7 separate regions of the Mus musculus genome follow, and all the other regions are linked to region 4. A link is a contact called in public promoter capture Hi-C data. All regions are on one chromosome and are shown on one strand. The core of a region is the stretch at or near the end of the contact, and the rest is flanking DNA. Distances in the headings are between cores, read along the strand shown.

Region 1 (3,090 bases), core at 386-2,885, 1.5 Mb after region 4:
CGGTTTAAAGTTTTTCACTCAAATTGGTAAAACAAACAAAACAAAGCAAACAAACAAAACCAGCAGCTCCATGGGAGGCTGAGAAACAAATCCTTGCAGACTTTAGCAGCCTAGAACAAGAAGCAGCGATATCTCCAGGTCCTTAAGGTCTGGGACAGGCCCCTCGAGTGGAAGAGGATGCCGTTCACCATCTCCCAGACCTGAGGCCTGGACAGGACTCTGCTTCCTGGCTCTGGCTCTGGCTCTGGCTCTGGCTCTGGCTCTGGCTCTGGCTCTGCCTCTGGCTCTGCCTCTGGCTCTGCCTCTGCCTCTGGCTCTGGCTCTGGGGCTCTGGCTCTGACTCTGGCTCTGGCTCTGGCTCTGGCTCTGGCTCTGGCTCTGGCTCTGGCTCTGGCTCTGGCTCTGGCTCTGGCTCTGGCACAGGCAGGCCTCCATACTTTAATATCAAAGGTTTTCCTGGGTTGCCTTGTGCTGTGGTGAGCAATGCAGTAGGGATGGGAGAAATGACAGACATCATTTCTGCCATATTCCAGTGGCTAGAATAGAAGCAAGACCTTAGATGCAGCTTCTAGGAGGGGGTCAGACAATGGTGGAGATGCAGGCAGACATCAAGGCTGAGCCAGAAACTCCTAAAACCAGGATGTACGGTACACAGTGAAAAGCAGGGAAAGTAAGACATGGGAGAGAGGGATGGAGACTTGAGCAGAGGTGAAATGTTCTACATGGATCCTCAAGAGGACACTTTCAAAAGAACTACAGGTAAGTACACCCGGCTGGAGACAGGCAAAAACCCATGCACGCAAAGGCTCTAGTCCGGAGCCTCAGCAGGGTTGAGCAAAACTAGAGGAAAGTGGGAATTGAGTATGTTTGGCTGATGGCACTTTTCAAATGTTAGCACAGTTCACCAAGTTACTAACCACTCTCACCATGGTTCTCATAGGTTCATGCTAGCCCTCTTCCACAGCCTTGGGAAGACTTCTGTTCCCATCAGGCCTCCTCCTGAGCACACCCTTTGCTGGGCTCCATTCTCTGCAGGTGGCATCAGCCCCTACTATGCAGGCCCTGTGTGGATTCTCATGAGCATTTGCTGCAGTGTGAGTGCTGTCCTGTCGGACTAGTCATCTCTCCCATTAGATCTCAGGTTCCAGAGACCTCCTGTTGGTGAAGGTGTCCTCAGGGCTGACAGGTATCACACAGAGGGTGGTGACTCAGACAATGGGAGGGTATTGCCCGGGAGAAAACTGCATCTCCAAACGTTTCCACATGTACTGTACTTACTCTTGTATTTTGGTTTGTTACAACTCAGCTTTAGAAAGAGATGTGTTTATATCTAAAGTGACAGGAAGGGACAAGTGACCAACAGTTTGGAGGCCCTGCAGTACAAGCCCTTGGGGGATAGATAGGAAAGAAGACCGGCATTGAAGAGCGGCAGATATGTTGCTAAGAAGGACCCAGAAAAGCGGAAGAGCACAAGGAGTGAGACCATAGTAGATCTCTGTTTGGATGCAAGGGCCAAAGAACAGAGCCCAGAATAGCACTGAGTAGCTAATGCGCTAAGCCCCGCCCTCCGAGTGCTTCCCGCCCCGCCCCACGTGCTAAACCCCGCCCTTTAGTCAGCCTCTTACTTAATGCCTGGTACCCGGAAACAATGTCAACCTTGAGTACCGCCCATCGCCTCGTCCTTCCGTCCCTCCAGAAACCAGAAGTTCCGCCGCCGAGCGAACACCTTAGATTGTGAGTCACCGAGTTTGTACTTCTGCGCAGGCGCCCTCAGCCCACATCTAACTTGGCTCCTGCGGCGAGACCGCCCTGCTGTCATGGCTCCTCCGTTGTTGTCGCTGCCGCTTTGTATTCTGCCGCCGGGTTCGGGCTCCCCCCGCCTGGTGTGCTACTGCGAGCGGGATAGTGGTGGAGACGGGGACCGCGACGACTTCAACCTCTAGTGAGTGGAGTCTAGGGATGTGGGGTGCGGGAGCATAGCGGGCACGGTGCCTGACAGCCCCTCCCACCCAGTGTGACGGACGCCGCCGAGCTCTGGAGCACCTGCTTCTCGCCTGACAGCCTGGCGAGGCTCGTGAGTAACAGTGCTGGGGATAGGAGACAGCTGGTAGCTTGCCACCCTCCCCCTCCCCGTGGCAGTGGTTCTAATAGCATTTCCAGGGTAGGGCAGTTTGGAATGTCCAGTGGGTCCAGGGTCCTGGGCGGGGTTAGTGACAATTCCTTGTTCCCAGCAGAAAGCCCGATTTGGCCTAAGTGGGGCTGAAGATATCCATTCCCGGTTCAGGTGAGTTCCAGTTAGGGAGGCCATGTGAATGAGAAGCTTGGGGTAGTGCTAACACATCCTGGCCATAACACACATCTCCCTCCTTAGGGCAGCCTGCCAACAGCAGGCAGTAACTGTAAGCCTGCAAGAAGACAGAGCATTGATAACCCTTTCAGGGGATACCCCTGCCCTGGCCTTTGACCTCTCCAAGGTGCCCAGCCCGGAGGCAGCCCCCAGGCTGCAGGCTTTGACTCTCAGCCTGGCAGAGCATGTATGCAACCTAGAGAGGCGGCTGGCAGGTACTGTATGTGTGGGCACCTGTACCTTCCCTCAGGGGCATGCTTTTGCAGACCCTCCTGGCATTGAGTGAGATGCCACGACTCTCTCTTAGCTGCAGAAGAGACCATCACTAGCCCCAAGAAGAACACCCAGCCAGCAGGCACTCAGTTCTTACCAGGTAAGGGGTGGGCCTGGCATGTGGGCTGGGGCTGCTCTTTCTCTGGAACTGCCTCTCCAGATGTCTCATGGGAGAATCTTTCCATGTGGACAGAGTTCTGGCCAGGGTTCTTTGGAGTTCAAGATTTCCCTGATCCTATTTTCTGGCAGAACTTGATCACCAGAGAGGCAGCTCTGGGCCTGGGGTCAGGAGACGGTGTCCAGGGGAGTCTCTCATTAACCCTGGCTTCAAAAGGTACTTGCCACCTGTCTCCCCTGCCCTGGTCCCTTCCTTTTCTTCTATGTATTTACATACTCTTGTCTTCTAGTAAGAAACCAGCTGCTGGTGTAGACTTTGATGAGACCTGAGGACAGCAAAGCCTGTTACTTGG
Region 2 (3,379 bases), core at 348-2,847, 1.4 Mb before region 4:
CACATCCTGGCCATCCTCAACAATCACTTTGCTTTCCTGAGACTCCCCACAGGCACAAGGCAGTGGGAACTAAAGGGAAGAGTAACTGCTTTCACTGGCTGGAGGACCTACCGCTTCTTTGCTGTAGGTGGTGTTCAAACTGCAATACTATAGAAATCACGTAACATTTGCAGGGCTTAACTGTGAAGGGTCTGAATCGAGTAGGGTGTGGTGGGGTATGCATGCCTTAATCTCAGGTGAAGGCCAGAGGATCAGGAGTTCAAGGCTAGTACTGGTTCCTTATCTAGTTCAAAGACAGTATCTGGGCTACTTGATGCTGTCTCAACCCACCAAAGTAAACACAACAAAAAGTGCTTTCCCCGTTGGGGCAGGGCAGGGTGGGATGGGGTGAGTAACATTAATATCTTAACATGACAGCAGGTGCAGAGCCGAGGGAATAAATCAGTTTATTTCCACTCACCTGCTCACAGCTTATAACGATGGACCCAGAACTGAGCTCCTCTGACAGTCTTAATGGTTGTTGGTCCAGCTACCTGGTCAATCTTGGGAGCTGTCACTCTGGAGAACCATGAACTTCACAGTTAGAAATGTGAGCTGAAGCCAGAATTGGGGCTTTAAACTGGAGGCTCTGGGAATCAGGTTTCCAGGGTGGTTGTGGGTACAATCATCACCCCTCTCTGCCCCCCCCCCCCCAGCATGGACTCTGCACTTAACTTATGATGTAGAGGGCCCTGTACTCCAACTTAAAGTGGGTGTGGGTAAGATTTGGTCCTTAGGAGCCAGAGGTGCTGACAAGATTCGGCCCCCAGAAAAATTGTTGTGACTGCCAATCCCTGTGCACAGTGCTGGAAGCAAGGGGAGACAGATCCCCCTGCTGCCTGAGTACTGACTGCTCTTCTCACTGTCTGAGAGGGAGCCGCAGTCTGGTCTTCAGCAGGTTAATGCCAACCCTTCTCCAGTCAGTGGCAGGGCCTCCGGCTGGTCTGTGCCCCCATCCATCCATCCCCCCCGAGTAATTTTCTGGGATCCCAGGCTTAGGGAATCCGGGAGTCTCGAAGCTGTTCGTGGCAGGTCGAGAAGGCAGCCTTGAAGGCCAGGCCGGCCTCAGTGACCGGGAGCCCGCCCCTCACCTGAGCCACACCTGGGCCCGCCCGGCGCCCGCTGGCTCTCGAGGAACGCAGGGCGCAACAAGCGCCAGGCATCCGCGAGAGGCGCCTCCCGGGGGCCGGGACCCTCTCCCGTGATAACACCAGCCTCAGCCACCAACCCGATCCGGACCCTGCACGCCGCGGCCTGCACCACGAAGCCAGCCCAGCTGCCCGCCCTGCGCCCCGCGTCCCGGGAGGCGCCGGGCCCGGAGAGCGGGGAAGCACGGACACTCCCGCCCCGCCCTCCCTCGGTCGGGCGCCCGCAGCCACCGCGGAGTCCCGCGGGGACTCAGGGGCCCGGCGCGCCGTGGGAGCGCGGGAAAGGAGGGCGGGGCCGGCGCGGCGAGGGGCGGGGCGACCCCCACCCCCCACCCCGGGCCGTCTCTCCCGCCACCTACCCGCGGCGGCGGCGACCGCGCTCCGGAAGCCGTGCCCGGTGGCTGGGCATCATGGGAATGGCACGGCCGAGTTCCGGGGGAGGCGCGCGGCCCGGCCGGACCCCCGCCCGCGAGAGCGCGCCCACCTGCACTGCGAGCGCCCGCGCTCGGACACGCACGGCGCGCGGGAGGAGCGCATGGGGCAGCTTGGAAACGGCCGCGGCGCCCGCGGGACTCGGAGCCTGCGCGGGGACCCTCCTTGTCCTCCCACCCGGGGCCTGGCGCAGCTCCGGGCGCCGAGAGCGTGCGCAGCCCAGGGGTTCAGGAGGTCGCGCGCGTCGGCAAGTTGGCCACGGCGAGAGGCGTGGCCGTGAAGAGAAGGAGGGCGGCCGGACCCTCGCACATACCTTCTTTTTGGTCCAGATCCAGTGGCCCCCGCGTGCCTGGCATCTGCTCACAGTTGCCCTTCCTATCCTCAAACACAGCAAAGGTGTGCTTCCTTGCCTGCAGTTTGCACCCAGCTCAAGATTGTGCTTAGTTTGCCTGCTCTGGACACCGCGGGGCCTTCTGGGCTACCCAAGTCCCTTTACATTGTAGAACGCTTCTATATGTCTATGCACAATGCCCCCTCTCCCCACTTTAGCCAGATCTTAGAGTGTGCTTAAAGATAGGAACCCTGAGGCTGAGGAGAACTAAGCAACAGGAGTCATGCAGGGTGACCTTGCTCCACATTCACACCAGTGGTCTTAGGAACAGGTGGGATAGGACTAGCTTCCGCCAACGCGGTCAGGATTATACAGTGGAATTTCTTGGCTCTGTGGCACACTGTATGTGATGTCGGAAATCTCCCTAGTTTTCTTTTACTTTTTAGACATGTCTGGAGATTCTGTATTGATCATGTCAGGGAACAAGCCAGGCTCACCCCCGGCCCTAGGCACTCACCCTGTCTGATAAGGCAGAGGAAATGATTAGAGAGTGCCAGGGATCTGACAGGAGAAACCCCTAGAGACTTGTTATATAAATGAGCCTGACCTCAAACTTACACAGATCCACTCGCCTCTGTCTTCAGAGTGTTGGGATTAAAGGCAAGTGCCATCACACCTGGCCTGAGTTTTTGTCACTATGAAGTAATATTATGAACATTTAGAGAGAATTACACAACCAATAATACCATCACCAAGATGTAGCTGTAGGCCTATTTTGGAATGCTTTTAGTGTTGTGAGAAACACCTTTGGGTGTCCCTGAAGCCACTCTGTGTATGTCTCCTGGTCTAATGCCTAGAAGACAGTAGTCTGCTTGGGAGAGATGCGAGGTGCTGACACTTGGCAGGTGCCCTTCAGAGATGAGGACTGTTTGGTTATTTTCTACTGCTGTGAAGAGACACCATGACCAAGGCAACTTATAGAAGAAAGAGTTTATTAAGCTTACGGTTTCAAAGGGTGAGTTCATTCCACCATGGCAGGGAGCATGGCAGCAGACAGGCAGGCATGGTGCTGGAGCGATAGCCGAGAGCTTACATCTTGACCCACAAGCCTGACACAGAGAAAGCAAATTGAAACCTTTGAAACCTCAAAGCCCATGCCCAGTGACTCACCTTCACTAAGACCACACCCCCTAGCCCTCCCCAAAAACAGGTCCACCAATCAGGGACCAAGCAGTCAAACCTAAGAGCCTCTCATTTTGTCACCACAGGGATCTACCTCACTGCCTTCAGGGTAAGCAGATATTTCCCACTTCCTGCCAGCTTGTAGAGCTGCCGTACCACTGAGTCTGCAGCAGTCTCACCATCTCCCTGTCCCTCTCTCTCTTCCTCCACCCCTTCCATGCTTGGTCGGTAGCCTTGAACTTGCAAT
Region 3 (3,139 bases), core at 464-2,963, 1.8 Mb after region 4:
CATAAATGTTATGACATTTAATCGTGGCAAATTCATTTACTTTTTTAAAAAAGTGTGCAACCGACTATTAACTATAATAGAAGTCACTAGGAAGGGTACCATGCTCTCAGAATCCCCACGTCCCAGCCACGCGGGCTTCAAGAGCCCTTTGGAACTTTGCTAAACCAGCCTGTGTGGGGAATGGTGGCCTCTCACGGGAGGGGAAAGGGAGACAGATCCTAGGCTCTCTAAACTCAGAATCCAGGGAGAGGAAAAGAGGAATGAGGTGTGGAAGATTAGGGACTCGGTGGGGGAGGGGCTAGCAATGGGAAAACCATAGGGCTAGGCGGTATTTTCAGTGCAACCAAAAAATGGTAGACTCAAGTTTTTAGTTTTAAAGGAAAAAAAATGCATCTTTCTCCCATAACCACGCACAATATTTCCAAACAAAAAACTCAGGCGCACAAACTTCACCCACAAATATACACACACGTGATAAATAGTTGAGGACATCAGGAACCCGGAGCGTCCCCTTCCCTTCCTAAGTGCGAGGGCGCGCAGATGGTGGAGCCCGGTAATGGTTGTTTGGCGGCTGCCAGCGGCGGGCGCCGCACTGTGAGCGGCCGGGTCTCACGAGCGGCGGCTGGAGCGCGAGTCCGCCCGCGCCTTTCACCTTCCGGAGAAAACATTTCAAGCGGAGGATCCGGTATCTCGGGATTCCGAAGTCTCCCGGTGTGAGACTCAAATTTCAAAACGGACTGGAGCCTGCGCCCCGCCCCCACCCTCTAGGCGGTCGGGGCCGTGGGAAGGCTCTGGGGCCCCGCGGGGCTCAGAGGACTGCCAAGGGGAGGCGCTCTTTTGCGGAGAGCCGAACCCTGGGGTCCACGGATGCGCTACTTTGGTCGTGGCCGCGGACGTAGAGACTTAGCCCGATTTCCACGCGGACCAGCAAACCTGGCGCACACCGAGGTAGTTGGCGGGAAGGTACAGCAGAGACGACGCGGGTGGGGGCCAGGGGCCGGAGTCCGGGTGGCTATCACCGGCCGCTGGCCGCGTACTTGGCCTTGGTGATGAGATAGAGCACGATGTCCTGGTGGCCCCCGAAAGCGGCGATGTGTAGCGCGCTCCAGCCGTCGCGGTTAGCTAGGCGGATGTCGGCTCCGAACTTGACCAACAGCTTCACCAGCTCCAGGTTGCCGTCGATGACTGACTGGTGTAGTGCTGTCTGGCCCTCCGGCCCGAACGAGTTCACGTTGAATTCGCAGTTAGTCATGTTCTGCAGCAGCGACTGCAGCTCCTGCGTGTTGCCCTTGCGCACCGCTTCCTGGAAGATGCGCTGCGTCTGTGGCGCCGAGCAGGTGGACAGCTCGGCTTGGCTCATGTTGCCGCAGAGCTAGGGCTGCGAGCCGCGCCCCGGCTTAGCGCGGGCGGCGGCTGCAGTGCGGGCCCCGGGCTGTCTCGGGGCGTGTCTCGAGGTACGCCTCGGCGCATGGAGGGCGCTGCGCCCTCGGGCCCCGCACGCCGCCCCTGCGCACTCCGGGCGTTCGGGGCCGAGGGCCGCTGGCGCGGGACCCCTGCTGCATCCAGCCGCGCCCAAGCGGGCGGGCGACAGGGCTGGGTGCTGGTTCGCAGAACCTGGGGCAGCCGGAGGCCGCGACACTCGCAGTCGTGGTCCCTTCGAGGTTAGGCTTCGCTCCAGCTGAACTCCACCCGCGTCCCTTTGCAAAATAGTTCTAATTCGCCCGCCGCTTCTCGCCGTCTTTTACGGTTCTTATATTTGCATAACAATAGACGCTCTTGACGCGCACACCAGGGCTCTTTCGATTGGGTGGTGCCCACGTGGGGGCGGGGCGGAGGCGGGGTCGTGCTGCAGCTCCCTCCAGGATAGAGGGCGCTGGTCTGACCAGCACTAGTCTGGTCTGGCCAGGGTGGTCAGAAGGCCTCGGGGGTTTTCCAGCACCACTGCGGGATCCTGGGTCTGGTTGCTCCGGTGTATAAGCTCCTTCGGCAGTTTTCTTCTTCCTTCATAGATGTCGGGAGTTGCGAGTTCCTTGCGCAGCCACTCCCAGGCCTGGACCTGGCGTTCACAGGTGGCAATTTCACGAACTGCTCGGTTGTATAGTCCTCCATCACTCTGGTCCTTTCTACTCAAGTGTAATTTACGGGGAAGCTTGAGCAGCAATTGCATTTGGCTCCTCCATACTGATGGAGGGAGCTCCATGCCCCTAAGCTACCCACAGTGTAGGTAGGGGTTCCTTTGGCAGGCTGGCACAGGCTCGCTCGCTCGCTCGCTCCCCCCTCTGTCTCTGTCTCTCTCTGTCTATCTCTCTCTCTCTGCCTCTCTCTCTGTCTCTCTCTCTTTCTCGGTGGCCAGTCTGTCACTACTCCTCCTTATGTGTTTCCTTTACTTAGTGTCAGCATATAAGACACAGGGCTGGCTCGTGAGACCAACAGCACTGCCCTTTGAGGGAGTTCTGAAATGACTCATTTCCAAGCCATAAGCCCCACGTTTTATTGACCACCCTTAACAACTGACCGTGAGTGAGGCAGGAGGTGCTGGCGCTGGCTGGGAAGGCAAGGCTCCACATTTCCTCATTATGTTTTACGGCTTATAGCTTCGCTGTGGTTGCTGGAAATTAAGGAGGAATGATCTTAAGACTTGCAGAGCAGGAGGCAGGGCACGTCAGGGCTTGATTTCTTCTGAAGCTAACTGGGAATTCCAAGCAGGCAACTGTAAGCCTCAGCTGGGCAGCCCACCCAGCCAGGCTCCATCTGGGGACGCTCCTTTGGTGGATGTTCCTGCCCCAGACTCAGAACTGTATCATATTCACCGGGGCATGTCCCCAACCTTACTATGTTCACGGGGAGGGACCATAGCTAAATTGAATGGAGAAAGTAGGCAACCCCCCCCCCACCACCACTGTGACCACCAGATGTCCGCCCGTCGGGCCAACTTGTTTAAGGGTCACACTCCTTTTCTGCTAACCTGAGAACCTGAATCTCATGTGTATTCAGCTTGGAAAGCTCTCTAGTCTTCTTGGGATCCTTGGTCTATTGGGTTCTGCCTATTTGGTCCCCTAGCCACACCTTATACCTCATTGTTCAGAGAGTTTTTTTTTTTTTTTTTTCGAGACAGGGTTGCTCTGTATAGCCCTGGCTT
Region 4 (3,241 bases), core at 314-2,813:
CAACTCAGACGAACAGGAGTCCTTTGACAACCAAGGACTCAAATACATCCACTCACTTGGGGTGCTAATAATGCTCATGTCTTCCATATAAAGGAGATGTCCCTATAATCCTTTCTTCCTCTGTCTACAGAGGTCTTTGGGACCAGAATAAATCCCTCCAATAAATAATAAGCCCCTTAGAATATCCTCCATTCCAAGAGAGGATAGCCCTATGTCAAAGTGACCGGCTAAGCCATAGCTCCTGCCAAACCCCTATTGAGTTTTTAAAGCAAATACACGATATCCTTCCCTCCTATGATATGCCAGTATTCAAAACCTTGATGTCCACCCCCCTGATCCCAATGATCAGGTTCAGGGAACAATTTAAGCTACGGCCACAGGTCTCCAGTAAGGTTTCACTGATAGCTTGGCTCGGCAGGAGGATTAGGGAGGCCTTCGGGAGTAGCACAGGTACCCACAGGAAGTATGGGACTGGGTGGGATTTCCAAAGTCAATCTAATCTAGAAATCACCTGGTCACTGACTGAATCACCATGACGGAGGGAGGATAGCCGCCTACAGGTCATGGTCAGGCCCTTCCTTGTCCCTCACCCCTTAATACCACCTTGAACTAGCTAACTGCACTGAAGAGGATTTGATCAACCTCAGCAGACTTCTTCCAGAGCTGCCTTACCAGGGCAGCACATACCTAACTCTACCCTATCCATCTGACTAGCAAGATCGTCTGGACAGATGGGGCTCCAAGGTATTCCTCCAGACAGGAAAACGGATGAGTCTTCCCCTACCCACACAGTTCCTGCTCTGGTACCAGGTAGGCAATGGATCCTCGGGCCTTCCCAGCACTCACCTGGACTTCTAGGAATTCACAATGAAAGGGACACCCAGGATTTAGCAAACACACTGTTTGGAAGGCCAGCAACATAGCTGCACTGAAGAGGCGGACCTGCCTTCCTCTTTACAAGAGCAGAGAAAGCTTGCTGGTGTGGAGGATACTAGGCCGACGAGAAGCATTAGGAGAGTGTGGACAGTAGGAACCCGAGGAGAACTCCGATCACTGCCCAGCCACCCTGAGGGGCCACTCTTCTCCTGGCACCATCTGACCCCCAAGCAAACTTCCCAGCCTGTGGAGAGCTGCCCCCCATTTATGAACAAGTTTTGTCCAAAGGCTGGGAACTTGGCAGTCCCACCCCAGCCCAGGTAAGCATCACCAGGCCGAGGCAGGGCCGGGAAGGGGCAGACGCGCGTCCTCTGTGAGTCTCATTTCCTCTGATCAGGGCCGCAACAACTGGGCAGTAAGCCATCGAGTTCCGGCGGTGGACTGCAGGCCTGAGGCCGGGAGCCATGGCAACCCCGGGGACGCCCGCTCCCTGGACCCGATACTCACACACCGCTCCTAGCACTCCCGCCAGGCGGCACAGCCAGCGGTACCACCAAGTCATGCCCTCTTCCTGTGCCGGCGGGGCTGGGCCCGCGGCCGCTCCGGCGGCGCCCGAGCCGCTCATGCTAAACGCTGCGCGCAGCCCCAGGCGCGCACAAAGAGACGTGTCCACCCGCGCGCGGCCTTGTGGGAGAGGTGGTGATTAGCATAGGGGCGGGCCCGCAGGCCATAGCCGGGGGGCGGGGGGAGGGCGGGAGGAAATGGAGTATAGCATAAGGGGCGTGTTTACAGACTGTCAGACGCCCTTTGCCACCCAGCAGGTGCGCTGGATCCGGTCTGGCCTTTCCTCTTTGCAAGATTGGAAGACGTCATCCAGAAGTGGCAAAGGCCTTGTTCAGACCTCCAAGGAACTCCGCCTTGCAGTAGAATGAGCTTTCGAGCTAGGCTTGTAATGGGCGGCAGGTTATGGGAGGAAAACTCCAGTCTGGTATCCTGTATCCTTTATTAACCACTGGGGGCTGGGACTGTTTTTCTGATCTCCACCTCCCAGTCCCAGCCCTTCTGCACCTGGAAAAGGTCACTAAAAGAGGTTCCCTAAGGCTAGCAGGCATTAGAACTTCTAAAGAGGCTAAAGTTGCATACTCCCCGGCTGTTGGAGAGAAACCTAGGACAGAGCCAGGCTGTCGTCCTGTTCCGATGTCCTAGGTGAGATGGTCCAATACTCGCCCTGGAGACTGGCATGTGCCTCCAGGAAGCCAGGGCTAAACTCCAGTTCAGCCTCGCTGCCTTCGGACTCCCAGTAGAGCACCTGCTGCCCCCAAAATGTTGTGGTCCTCAGACTGTGGATGTCCCTGATCTGTGGAGAAGCAAGTAGCCAGAACAGGCCATGAGTGATCATTATTTATAAACTCCTGGCTACTCAGAGTCATTTTTGTTTCTTAAAGGAGCCCACATGAGGGACACTCGGTTCTACCCAAGAAACTCCCCAGAACACACAACCAGGTACAAGAGCTAGGATCCTGCTCAAGACTAAGTCTGAGGTGCTCTGGTGCCTTGTAGAGCATACTGAATCGCAACCCTACCTATGCTCTTCTGAAAACAAACAAAACACCAGACACAAACACGATGCTTCCACGCTGGGTCAACAGGCAATGGACTCCCAGGGAAGGCCTTCTCTCTTCCTTCTTGTGGGTAGAGCCACAAGCATTCCCTGGTGAGTGAGTGAGTGGCAGAAACCCTCCTTCCCATTCTTTCCAATAATTTTGAAGTTTTGGATGAAAAATAAGCTAAAAGTGTTCCCTAATGCCAACACTCCCTCCCTCCTTCCTAGAGACAGCTCTCCAGAATCGTATCAAAAGATTACCCCCTTTTTGTCCCCATCCTCGTGGCCTCACCGAGACATAGTTGGCATTGGTCCCCTCAGAAGCAGTGCCCATATCACTGGCCAGGGCGCGGATGGCAATGCGGGCCTGTGGAGCCACACTGATGAAGACCCTGCAGGTCCCTGCCTTCCTCCCGTCTGGGCTCAGTGAGGGACTCACAATTTCACCCCGAGGTCCAAAGAGCTGCCTGTCACATTCTGCAGGCAAGAACAATGATAGGCTGGGTGAGGGCCACCTCAGGGAGACTACTGACACCAGGGGGTTCCCTGACTGCCTCTCCCGTCCCTCTGGTGGGCCTTTACTCTGTCCACTTCTAATAGACTAGCTTCAGGCAGTGATCTGAAAGGGGCAGGCAGTGGTGGCTCAGCAGAAGTGTTTTGTACAAGGCAGACAACTTAAGTCTGATTCCTAGGATCCCCATGGCAGGAAAGAACCTCTATCACTGACCCTCAGCCCCGTCCCCACAAACACACACCCTAACT
Region 5 (3,530 bases), core at 347-2,846, 1.4 Mb after region 4:
CCTCACTGCTGTGCCCACCTCCCCCTCACTGCTGTGCCCACCTCCCCCTCACTGCTGTGCCCACCTCCTCCTCCTCACTGCTGTGCCCACCTCCTCCTCCTCCTCACTGCTGTGCCCACCTCCCCCTCACTGCTGTGCCCACCTCCTCCTCCTCACTGCTGTGCCCACCTCCTCCTCCTCCTCACTGCTGTGCCCTCCTTCTCCTCCTCACTGCTGTGCCCTCCTTCTCCTCCTCACTGCTGTGCCCTCCTCCTCCTCACTGCTGTGCTTACCTCCCCCATAGCTTTAACTCTATCCAGAAGAAGATGAAGAACATGCTAGAAGAGGAAGAAGCAAGACTCAAGCAGGCCCAAAACAACATGAATAAGGGCCAGCAGCTGCTGCTGGTCATCCAGACAGGTATTGACAACCTCTACATCCGGCTCATCGGCATCACCTTGCCAACCTTCCAGGTATCAGCCCCCGGGGAGGAGATGCTGTGTACAGGGTCCCTGTGTGGGACCACAGGAAAACCAGCTGCTCCTCTGACCCACAGAAAGAAATAGCAGTCTCTAACACTCTTGATGTGTACGGCAAGCTGGATTATTGTGAGGGAAAGCTTATCTACCTGGCTGAGCGCATGCAAACGTTGTCCAGAAATGAGGAGGTAACCCTGGGCCATGGAGGGGTCCCCACAAAGCCCATGTGCTCTCCAAGATGATAATGGGTGCTGCCCTGCAGGTTGACACAAAGGTGAGGGACACCTTGGAGTCATCAACTCTAAAAGAGAAACATAATACCAGAATTACCTTTGAGGACCCAGAGGAGGACATGATAGGTGAGGCTCTACATGCCGGCCACAGGAAGATGGAGAAGGACGACAAGAACAATAGCTGCAACTAGATAGGGTCTGAACTCAAGACAAGAGATGGCATACATGGTGACTGGGCGCTGAAGGGAAAGGTTTTAATCGATAGACGTTACAGAGGTTTCTTTTTCTGAGACAAAAGGGACGTATATCATGGGATGGGCCAGAAGGGAGCCCAGACCGAACTTTTAGAAGAATTTCTGCTACAGAGGCAAGGTGGGGTGAAAGGATAAGGACAGCTAGTGTGGATAATCTTGGCAAATCCTAGTTGTCTGGCACCTGGCCTTAGGTGACTTAGGGCAGGGGTCTCCAGTCATTGATACATGTCTGAAATGAGCTCCCGGCAGGAGATGGCCTATGGCAGCAAACGCCAACAGGTAGAGGTGGGAGGCTTCTGGAAAGAGGGTGGCAGCCACTCCTTTTCTTGCCTGTTCAGAAACCTTCCAGTTTGCGGATGTGGACCATAGTTACGTCCCTTCGCGGGCGGAGATAAAGAAACAGGCCCAACAGCTGATCGAGGCGAAGCTCAAGGGAGCCAAAAAGAAGAAAAAGTAAACCTGTCTGGGCTGTAGTACAGAAATAAACATTTTTCCAGAACTACACTAGAGGAAGGAGAAACCTCGGGACTCTTGAGGACCGGGAAGCTGATCGTTGGACCAGAGGGGGTTGGTGGCGGCGAGGTGGAGATGCTAGAAAAGGGCGGGACCTAGTGCGCTCTCTGCGCATGCGGCGGCTACGTGTCCCTTTTAGCGTCCCGTAGCCGCGCCGGCGCCAAGATGGCGGCGCTGACGGGTGCCTGGCTGCCGCGCCGAGGGCCGTGGAAGCCGGAGCGGAGCCACAGAGGCTGAGGCCCCAGAACCTCGCTCGAGGCCGCGCCCGCTCCGGCCTCGGGGGAAGCCTGGGCCGGCCGGACATGGTGCGGGGTGCGCTGTGCTGCTGCCGCTGCTGAGCTCGCAGGCCAGCCCGGCTCGCACGTCCAGCAGGAACATGTTCTCCGCGTTGAAGAAGCTGGTGGGGTCGGAGCAGGCCCCAGGCCGGGACAAGAACATCCCCGCCGGGCTGCAGTCCATGAACCAGGCGCTGCAGAGGCGCTTCGCTAAGGGGGTTCAGTATAACAGTGAGTGCGGGCCGCGCCGTCGGGCAGGCCGGGGCGGCTGGCAGGGCCCGGGGCGGCCACCCAGCCTACTAGGGTCTGGAAGAATCAGAGGGTAGGGGCGGACGGGTCCCTGGGTTCTGAGTAGTGGTCGTTCCTTGAGGGACATCACCTGACAGGAGACCTCCAGAGAACAGCTGTGCGGCGACACTAGCGGAGCAGCGGTGGAGGACCCTGATTGGCGCGGGTACCCTGCGGAGAGAGACCATTACATAACCCGAGGGTGCGCGCGCGGGGCTGCGTGTGCCTGCCTCCTCTCCGCCCCCCGCGCCTGCTCTCACTTGAGGCTCCTGAAAGTCGGAGGCTCCTGAAAGTCGGTCGCCTGTGGGCCTTGAGCCTTGATTTTGTTTTTTTGTTTTTTGTTTTGTAAGGGATATGCTTTTTTTTTTTTTTTAATTTCAAGAGGCTCTTAACTCTGCATCCCTGACCCCACAAGAAGAAAAGTCCGCTCTGCCCTTCGTTATAAATTATGTATGTTGTGCAGCGAGAAGCACACGGTTCTCTTGACCTCTTTAGAGTTTTTCCATTTGCAGGTTGAACAATCAAAAGATTCTTGGGCAATGTCGTGGTCTGATATTGTTTACTTCTAAACTATTTCTATACTGCAACATTTTTGAAGCGCGTGCGCGCACACATACATGCACTGGCACATACACACAGTTCACTGTAAGCTGTGCCTCACAGGGTCAGTGATATTTAGGTAATAATGTAACATTATGAAACTTACTAGGAGGATTTTTTGTGCAAATTTAGAAGCAAACAGTGTATGTGTGTTAACTTGGAAGTTTGTATTTCTCTTGACTGAGGAAGAGAATTGAGTCAAATATTCAGTGGTTTGTGTTCTTTGGAATCTATGTTTGGATTCTTTCGTTATTTTTATATAGTATTAATTTGCAGCCCAATTCTAGAAATTAGGCCTGAACTAGGAGCTTCTTGCTTTCTAAACTTACTACCCACTGGACCCACGCCCTGGGGTTCTAAAGAGGAGGGGTCTAGAAGAGCTGAAGTCTTCCATATTTTCCAAGATGCCTTACTTAAAGGAACAAACCTGCAATATAATAAATACAGATTCGGGATTCTTGTAAGAGTCTCCACATTTTGAATTGTCTGTTGCAGAATGCTGTCTGGGTGGCTCGGGAAGGCAGCACAACAATCTTTTGCAATATGTCAGGAGAATGAATAACTGAGGCAGGGAAAGCTGGACGAGCCTTTAATCCCATCACTTGGGAAGCAGGGGCAGCTGGGTCCTTTTTGGACCCTAATGGAATCCAGGACAGCATGGGCTACATAGTGAGACCCTGTTTCAAAAAAGCAATGGAAAAAAGAACAAACTCAAAGAAAACCAGAATTTTAACAACCATAGATCACTGGGAGTGGTCTGAATTTCAGAAGCAAAAAGAGGGAACTATGCCACCAGAGTAAAGAGAGTATACTAAAGAGCAGCACTGAGCTGATGACCTGGCCCTGCGCAGGCCAGAATGCGCTGTGCTCATGGTCAGTGTGGGATGGACAGCTGGCTGAGCAGAGGAT
Region 6 (3,363 bases), core at 360-2,859, 1.6 Mb before region 4:
GGAAGTGGGTGTAAAACCATTAAAGATGTCCACAGAGGAGGATTTGAATGAGACATGGCTCAGCAGGAAAGACAGTCAAGTGTAAGTGTATGTGACAAGAAATGAGGGCTGGTCCCTGTCAGGGAACAGTTTAAAAATGTCCCACGTATGGTCTATTAAGTTTTCTGCATAGTGACTCAGTTCTCACCGAGTGCTGGCTGGTAACGTGTACCACCCAAAGAATACTCAAGACGTTTTATAAAGAGAGAACAAGGCTGGGTGTGGTGGCGCACACCTTTAATCCCAGCACTTGGGAGGTAGAGGCAGGCGAATTTCTGAGTTCGAGGCCAGCCTGTTCTATAGAGGGAGTTCCAGGACAATCAAGGCTACACAGAGAAACCCTGTCTCGAAAGAGAGAGAGAGAGAGAGAGAGAGAGAGAGAGAACAAGGGCTGGGTGTAGCTGTCTCCTATCTGTGGCCACCAGTCTGGACCTGTGTCCCCTTGGGGAGTCTGTTGTGACCTCCGGCCGCTGCCACAGGGTTAGCCCCCTCAGCAGAAAGGCCTCAAACGAAACATCTCTTTTCTCTACACTTTGAACATTGGACTTGCAGTTTCAATCGGGGCTTCCTGTCCCGTGTTTGTTTTCTTTATGGGGGAAATGTAATCTCTCCAGTCCTGGCTGCAAGAGCATGCAAATCAGCTAACAGTGCTGTTTGGTGGAGTTCTCTCTGTATGCAAAACTTCCTGGAATAAATCAGTCATCCCCAAACGGGAGGAGGCCAAGGGGCAGAGCAGGGAAAAGAAAGTGGGGACCAGGGAATGGGGCTCTGCTCAAATGGGGTGAAATGCCCTGCGCTGGCCTGGGTACCCAGAGGGGCCCCCATTGACCTCTCTGTCTCTCATGCTGCCACTAGATGGCAGCACACGCCGGCCGTGGTACTTGGGTATTCAATCTGTACTTGAACTTTGCCAGGTACAGGTTCCAAGGCCCCCAAATTCACTACCTTGCTTTTTTTGTTGTTCTTCTACTCTGTCTATTTGTGGTTCTGCTGGTCTGTGGTTGTCTGGGGGAAACTCCATTTTTTTTTTTTTTTAAGAATGAGCTCAGTGGGAGACAGAATCCTGTTGGTTAAGAGTGATCTGTACTGGCCCAGGATCCAAGAGCTTTAAACACAGGGGCCCCTCTAATGCCTCAGCGAGAAAGTGTGTGATGGTGGAATCTAGGAGAGGAGAAGCAAGAGGAAGAAGGGAGAAAAAGAGGAGAGAGGAGGAGGAGAGGAAGGAGAGGGGGAAGAAAAGGAAGATGGATGGGGAAAGAAGAGAAAAGGGGAAGAGGGGGAAGGGAGGGAAAGAAGGAAGGGAAAGAAATAAAATCTAAAGCAAGGATGAGGGACTGTAAGTCAATGCTAGACTTTTACATTTTAATAAGTTAGCCACTCTCTTTCACCCAAATGCTACTGAAAGTTTCTGGAGAAATTTCCAGTGGGTTAGAAGCTTCTGTGAAGTTTTGATAAGCAAATGTGGCTGCACTTTCGCGCTCTGGTCATTGGCTGACGCTGCAGCCGCCAGATTTTGACACAAATAATCAGATTGAAAATCAGGGAGGGGAACAGAAGGGGGGCGGGAAACACAGAAACGAAAAGGAGAAGTGTCTGTCTGTGCAGAGACTCATAACGTTGACCGAGCCGAGAGCAGTCCCCAGGGACAGTGTGGAGGTTCGTGGCTCTCGGGCAGAACTCAGAAGAGGGACAGCTCCCTGACGGTGAGTGCTGCCAGACCCGTGCTGGCTGGGCTCCGCTGAAAAGTTCGTCCTGGGTGCCCAAGGCAGGGAGGGTGTCTGCTTCCCTTTAAGGTGAGAGGAAGAATACTGTGGTAGTCTCTCTTCTGGATGCAGTGCTCATCACCAGGGGAGAGAAGAAGGAAGGAACATGGACCAGTCCCGATACCCCAAGATAGCGCAAACACCGAGCTTTCCTCCTGCGAATTCTGTGAAACTTCATTGTAGGGGGCTAGGCTTCACCCAGATACACAAAGTCAATCCCCCCCTTCACACACACACACACACACACACACACACACACACACACACACACACACAGAGCACTTTTCTAGGGGCACCAGAGGAGCCCAAATTGGTGTCCCCCTGGGCTAGAGCTGCCCTGTGCCAGGATCTCAGAAGGGATTGGTAGCTCTGATGACCCTCTCAAAAGTTCCTGGAAGCACCGGGGAGGGGAGTCAGACACCCTTTCCTTGGGAATTTACTGAAGGGAAATGACAAGGTGAGGCAGACCACAGGATGATGGAGGGGAGGCACTGCCAAAGGCTCTTGGCTCCTTGAGCATCTGTAGCTCTTCTCACCTAGAGGAAAAGGTGAGTTTGAGTTGTGGTTTTCTTAGAAAACAGGGCTCATTGCAGAGATGCCCACGGATGGATGCTGTGGTCTGTGACTGGGTCCTGGGAAAGCCAGCATTTTTATGAGACTACTGTGGGGAAAGCCAAGTCACCCTAGCTGTGGAGTTGGACAGCCTGGGTACTGGCAGAGCTGTGCCTATCCACCTGTGCTCTTCCAAGTCTGCAAAGCCCTCCATCAGGAGAGGGGTAACATTTTGATTTGGGGGTCAACCTGTAGAAAGTCCCTCGGGGAGTTGGGTGGCTCTGGATGATTTAGGTCTGATGGAATCGCCCCAGTGGTGCTCACCATTCCCAGAACTTCAAAAAGGTGGGTGCAGGTCCCAGGTCTCCCTTCACCGGGGCACAGAGCCTGCTCGCAGGCAGAAATAGCAGGAGACTCCTCCGTCTGAAGGCGTTTGCATTGAATCCTTTCTGGTGTCAGTCCCAGCCGGCCGTGGGGAGTGTGGGGGCTGTTTGCCCAGTTTTGTTTCCATTGTGGTAAAACAAGTCCATAGAACTGACCTTTTTTTTTTTTTTTTTTTTTGCTTTTGAGTTACGTGGTGTTCTTCGGCATGGGCATGGGACGTACACTCTGGTCCCGACTCCTTCCTTCTCTCCTTTCTCACTACATAGTAAAAAAACAACAACAACAACAACAAAAAAAAAATCAACCAAACAACAAACAAATGAACAAACAAAAACTTAATTTCTGATCCTTCTGCCTCCACCCTCTGTCACTGTGTCCTGAGCTACATCCCCAGTCCTTTCTTCTTTTCTTTCATTATTTTTTTAATCTCTCCTTTCTGTTTTTTTTTTTGGGGGGGGGGTCGAGACAGGGTTTCTCTGTGTAGCCCTGGATGTCCTGGAACTCACTTTGTAGACCAGGCTGGCCTCGAACTCAGAAATCCACCTGCCTCTGCCTCCCTGGTGCTGGGATTAAAGGCGTGCGCCACCATGCCTGGCTCCTTTCTGTTTTTAATTTAAGATTACTA
Region 7 (3,512 bases), core at 568-3,067, 1.4 Mb after region 4:
CAAGGGACTCCCTGTTCAGACCGAAAGATTTGTGCTTTGGGGATGCTATACATTACCCTTCACTCTACACCGCCTAAAATGAGAGCTAGGTCGTCTGTGGTCCCAGTATACACCTACCTTATAACGCGGCCCCTTTAAGTGCTATTCTATTGGTAGCCACTAGGGGCAGTACTGAGCCGCCAGGCCAGGATCACAGCTGCTGCCTCCAAGCTTCTGCTGGTACCGGGTGTATGTATATATATATATATATTTATAGCGGGGCCAGGTACACACTGGGACCGACCTGGGCTATGCAGACTACTCGGGCTCGGCTCGTGGAGTAATCACCAGGTAAGAGGCCAAGCCAAACTGCCCAGCATGTGGAGCTGTTGGCACGGGAGGGGGCTGCACGGAAGGATGAGGAGTCCCCGCCCCCAAGCAACGCAGACTAGGTTCTTGCTGATGGCTGCTCCAGGACGGGCCAAAGCAGGACTGCTATTTGGGAAGGGCCTTCAAAATACCTAGGATACAAGAGCAAGCCCCAACCCCATCCCAAAGGGAGCGTGTGTCACAGTGCACTGCTCCTGACAGCTGCAGCCAGCAAAGCCGACTGTCACCTTCCTGGGGCGGAGCCTCAGACCCTGTCATCTCACCCAAACTCTGACCTGGCACTGAGTTTAGAATGAAAGGGGTCTTAATAGGGTCGGCATGAACCTGGGTTTGGAACAAGCCTTGGTACTTAGTAGCTCTGACTCCAAAGAGCACCCCTCTAACAGCCCCTTGTACACCTGGACTAGAGACCCGAAAGGCCCATCCACTTACAAGTCCTGCCAGGCCCCAACACACTCTCAACTTCCTCTGGAGCAGATGTCCTGGGAGTAGGTGCATTATGGGGGGAGGGTGTGTGTGTGTGTGTGTGTGTGTGTGTGTGTGATCGCCTTCTTAAACCCTCTTTCTCTAGCCAGCTCCAGGCCCTGGAGACCACAGACACTGGTGGCCCACATCTGAACATTAGCCTAGATCGTTTTCAGCCCATAGCTCCAGGGATGAACAACCACACGTTTCCATGGAGCTTTCCAAAGCCAGAGTGGGAAGGACTCTGTCCTGGGGAGGGGCTTTCCCGCCCTCTCCTCTGCCTCCTCCTAGCTAGCAGCCTCCTGGCTTGGTACACTAGTGGTAGTTTTCAGCTTAGAGGAAGGACACCATGAACTCGTGGCTCACATGGCCCCACGTGGTTCTGTAGCCTAAACCTGGCTTTAGCACACACTGGGGGTGGGGGAAGGGTCCATGTGCAATTCTGCAAAGCAGGAGAGTCTTGCTGTAGCCTTCTCTGTTCCAGCAAGCTTGGTGGGTTTCATTCAAGCAACTGGGGTCCAAGATTTATGCAAAAGGAAGAGGGATTTGAGACCCAAGAAAACTCTGGGATCATTCCTCTGCCTAGGACCTCATCGAGTTGAGGGGACTTACGCTTAGTTAAAAAGGACTTGAGTGCTAGGAGAAGAGTTCTCTGCCCAGCCTAGTCGGCAGGCAGGAACCATTCATTGACTCACCTGGGACTCTGCATTATCAGAGGGTCTACCTGTAAGGAAATCTAAAAGTGCATCGTTCCAACTGTAGGCACCAGAGGGCAGTAGTGCTGAGATCACGTCCCGCTTTGATCTACCTAAGCCTGCCCAACCGACCCTAGTAGGGGGAGAGAATGCCTGGCAGGTTTAACTCAGGAGTTCCCTCTACAAAGAAGGTCCACAGTAGCCTAAATTCTCCTGGCCCATCTACCCCACAGGTCGCATGGACTGTGAGCTTTCTCCTGCAGGTACATCTAACATAGGCATGGAGGCAGCACCAGAAGCCTTGACCATGACCTGCAGCCAAGGCTGCACCATCCCCTATGCCCCAGGTAAGCCGGACCAGCACGTGGGGTGGGGTGGGGTAAAGGGCTTGGGGTGCAGAGGAGGCTGCCCTGACCGGTATCTCCTCCCAGGGCAAAATCCCCGAAAGGCCGTGTGACTGGAGCTGCCAGCCTGGGGACGTCTTTTAAGATGACCCGCACGGACCCGCCGGACTTGCTGGTGTCGACCGTGTACCAGGACATCAAGGTGGTGGACCCAGGGCTCACGTCCAAACGCCAGCCATGTGAGCGATCCGTGGCCCGGCCTGCTGCGCCCACGCCTTTCAACAAGCGCCACTGCCGTAGTTTTGACTTCTTAGAGGCACTGGACGAGCCCACCATGGAGACACACCCAGAGCCGCCACCTCCTGAACCTGCGCCACCGCGCGCCCGACCCAGAGACAGCGAGCCTCGGCGCCGCACCCGTTCCAAGAGCGCGCCCCGTGCGTCCCAAGGCCTGGCGACTGCTCCAGCTTCGCCGCCCGTACTGCAACGCAGAGGTCGGGAAGCCCAGCGTGCAGTGCGGGTGGAGGGGTCGCCGCGCCGGGAGCCCTCGTATCCTGCGCTGAGAGCTCTCGCTAATGAGCTGCACCCCATCAAGCTCCAGCCACAGCGGGGAGGCCCCGGACGCATCGCGCCTCTATGCGCCACCCCAGGCCGCTGCGCACCACCGGAACCACCCTCTGGACCTGTCCCCCATGTCCGCTGCCGTTTGGACATCAAGCCGGACGAGGCAGTGCTGCAGCACGCCGCCCGAAGCTCGCGATCTTGCGCACCTAGAGAGACGACGTCCTGGGCTCGCACAGCTCCACAGTTCCATGGCCTCACAGTTCCCGGCCCTCGCCACGTGGCCCTGTCACGCACTCCTACCCCCAGTGACTTGTACTGTACTGACCCCAGAACTCTGTACTGTGACGGGCCACTGCCTGGGCCCCGGGACTACTTGGAGCACCGCAGTCAACCCTTCACAACGCCTCCAGGTCCCACCCAATTCTTCTACACCGAGGAGCCAGAGGGCTACGCAGGCAGCTTTACCACAAGCCCCGGCCTTCCCTTTGATGGCTACTGTTCCAGGCCCTACTTGTCCGAAGAACCCCCTAGACCCAGTCCAAGGCGTGGGGGCAGCTACTATGCTGGCGAAGTACGCACCTTCCCGATCCAGGAGCCCCCCTCCCGCTCCTACTACGGGGAGACAACTCGAGCCTACGGTATGCCTTTCGTTCCCCGGTATGTCCCAGAAGAGCCCCGGGCGCACCCTGGAGCCCGCACTTTCTACACCGAGGACTTTGGGAGGTACCGAGAACGCGATGTACTGGCTCGGACTTACCCGCACCCGCGCAGCAGCCCACCCTGGGCTGACTGGGGTCCGAGGCCTTACCGCACCCTTCAGGTAATGCCGCCTCCCGCCCCTGGACCACTGTTGGCCTCGTGGCACGGCGGCACCGGCACAAGCCCACCCCGGCTGGCCACCGATAGCCGCCACTACTCTCGATCCTGGGACAACATCCTAGCTCCTGGTCCTCGTCGTGAAGATCCTCTAGGACGCGGCCGCAGCTATGAGAACCTCCTGGGACGCGAGGTTCGGGATACGAGGGGTTCATCCCCTGAAGGTCGGCGTCCACCAGTCGTAGTGAATTTGTCCACC

What was found. Promoter capture Hi-C pulls out the DNA fragments that hold promoters and counts their contacts.
Region 1: a promoter capture Hi-C map of pre-B cells shows a contact between it and region 4, with 4 times the contacts expected there. The contact joins the promoter of Paxx here to the promoter of Cacfd1 in region 4. A contact is called at or near these places in 1 of 39 promoter capture datasets (pre-B cells) and 1 of 115 datasets of contacts at active chromatin or transcription factors (pancreatic cancer cells).
Region 2: a promoter capture Hi-C map of hippocampal neurons shows a contact between it and region 4, with 4 times the contacts expected there. The contact joins the promoter of Ppp1r26 here to the promoter of Cacfd1 in region 4.
Region 3: a contact with region 4 is called in a promoter capture Hi-C map of pre-B cells, with 2.7 times the contacts expected there. The contact joins the promoter of Nrarp here to the promoter of Cacfd1 in region 4. A contact is called at or near these places in 1 of 39 promoter capture datasets (pre-B cells), 1 of 484 Hi-C or Micro-C datasets (CD8 T cells) and 1 of 115 datasets of contacts at active chromatin or transcription factors (pancreatic cancer cells).
Region 5: a contact with region 4 is called in a promoter capture Hi-C map of hippocampal neurons, with 4 times the contacts expected there. The contact joins the promoter of Rabl6 here to the promoter of Cacfd1 in region 4. A contact is called at or near these places in 2 of 39 promoter capture datasets (hippocampal neurons and liver), 1 of 484 Hi-C or Micro-C datasets (B cells) and 1 of 115 datasets of contacts at active chromatin or transcription factors (pancreatic cancer cells).
Region 6: a contact with region 4 is called in a promoter capture Hi-C map of pre-B cells, with 3 times the contacts expected there. The contact joins the promoter of Gfi1b here to the promoter of Cacfd1 in region 4. A contact is called at or near these places in 1 of 39 promoter capture datasets (pre-B cells) and 1 of 115 datasets of contacts at active chromatin or transcription factors (microglia).
Region 7: a contact with region 4 is called in a promoter capture Hi-C map of pre-B cells, with 4 times the contacts expected there. The contact joins the promoter of Ajm1 here to the promoter of Cacfd1 in region 4. A contact is called at or near these places in 3 of 39 promoter capture datasets (hippocampal neurons, liver and pre-B cells).

The regions. Positions count from the first base shown.
Region 1 is chr2:25,459,639-25,462,728 of GRCm38.p6, reverse strand. It overlaps Paxx (non-homologous end joining factor), which reads left to right and starts at 1,635. Exons shown (of 7, transcript NM_153557.1): 1 at 1,635-1,942; 2 at 2,014-2,074; 3 at 2,235-2,284; 4 at 2,372-2,562; 5 at 2,655-2,720; 6 at 2,870-2,954; 7 at 3,028-3,090. The coding sequence starts at 1,818. The coding sequence ends at 3,067.
Region 2 is chr2:28,445,064-28,448,442 of GRCm38.p6, reverse strand. Ppp1r26 (protein phosphatase 1, regulatory subunit 26) reads right to left here and starts at 1,597. Exons shown (of 4, transcript NM_001005420.2): 1 at 1,547-1,597; 2 at 461-558.
Region 3 is chr2:25,179,332-25,182,470 of GRCm38.p6, reverse strand. It overlaps Nrarp (Notch-regulated ankyrin repeat protein), which reads right to left and starts at 1,713. Exons shown (of 1, transcript NM_025980.2): 1 at 1-1,713. The coding sequence starts at 1,360. The coding sequence ends at 1,016.
Region 4 is chr2:27,008,248-27,011,488 of GRCm38.p6, reverse strand. It overlaps Cacfd1 (calcium channel flower domain containing 1), which reads right to left and starts at 1,563. Exons shown (of 6, transcript NM_029862.4): 1 at 1,384-1,563. The coding sequence starts at 1,501. Adamts13 (a disintegrin-like and metallopeptidase (reprolysin type) with thrombospondin type 1 motif, 13) reads right to left here. Exons shown (of 29, transcript NM_001001322.2): 28 at 2,772-2,956; 29 at 1,864-2,233. The coding sequence ends at 2,042.
Region 5 is chr2:25,606,547-25,610,076 of GRCm38.p6, reverse strand. It overlaps Rabl6 (RAB, member RAS oncogene family-like 6), which reads left to right and starts at 1,596. Exons shown (of 15, transcript NM_001024616.2): 1 at 1,596-1,964. The coding sequence starts at 1,835. It overlaps Ccdc183 (coiled-coil domain containing 183), which reads left to right. Exons shown (of 14, transcript NM_029859.1): 11 at 284-452; 12 at 536-646; 13 at 721-817; 14 at 1,284-1,448. The coding sequence ends at 1,402. Fcnaos (a long non-coding RNA gene) reads right to left here and starts at 747. Exons shown (of 8, transcript XR_003954003.1): 1 at 608-747.
Region 6 is chr2:28,620,228-28,623,590 of GRCm38.p6, reverse strand. Gfi1b (growth factor independent 1B) reads left to right here and starts at 1,609. Exons shown (of 7, transcript NM_008114.3): 1 at 1,609-1,742. Gm52548 (a long non-coding RNA gene) reads right to left here. Exons shown (of 2, transcript XR_003954006.1): 1 at 2,679-3,363; 2 at 1,388-2,338.
Region 7 is chr2:25,578,404-25,581,915 of GRCm38.p6, reverse strand. Ajm1 (apical junction component 1) reads left to right here and starts at 1,817. Exons shown (of 1, transcript NM_001005424.2): 1 at 1,817-3,512. The coding sequence starts at 2,019.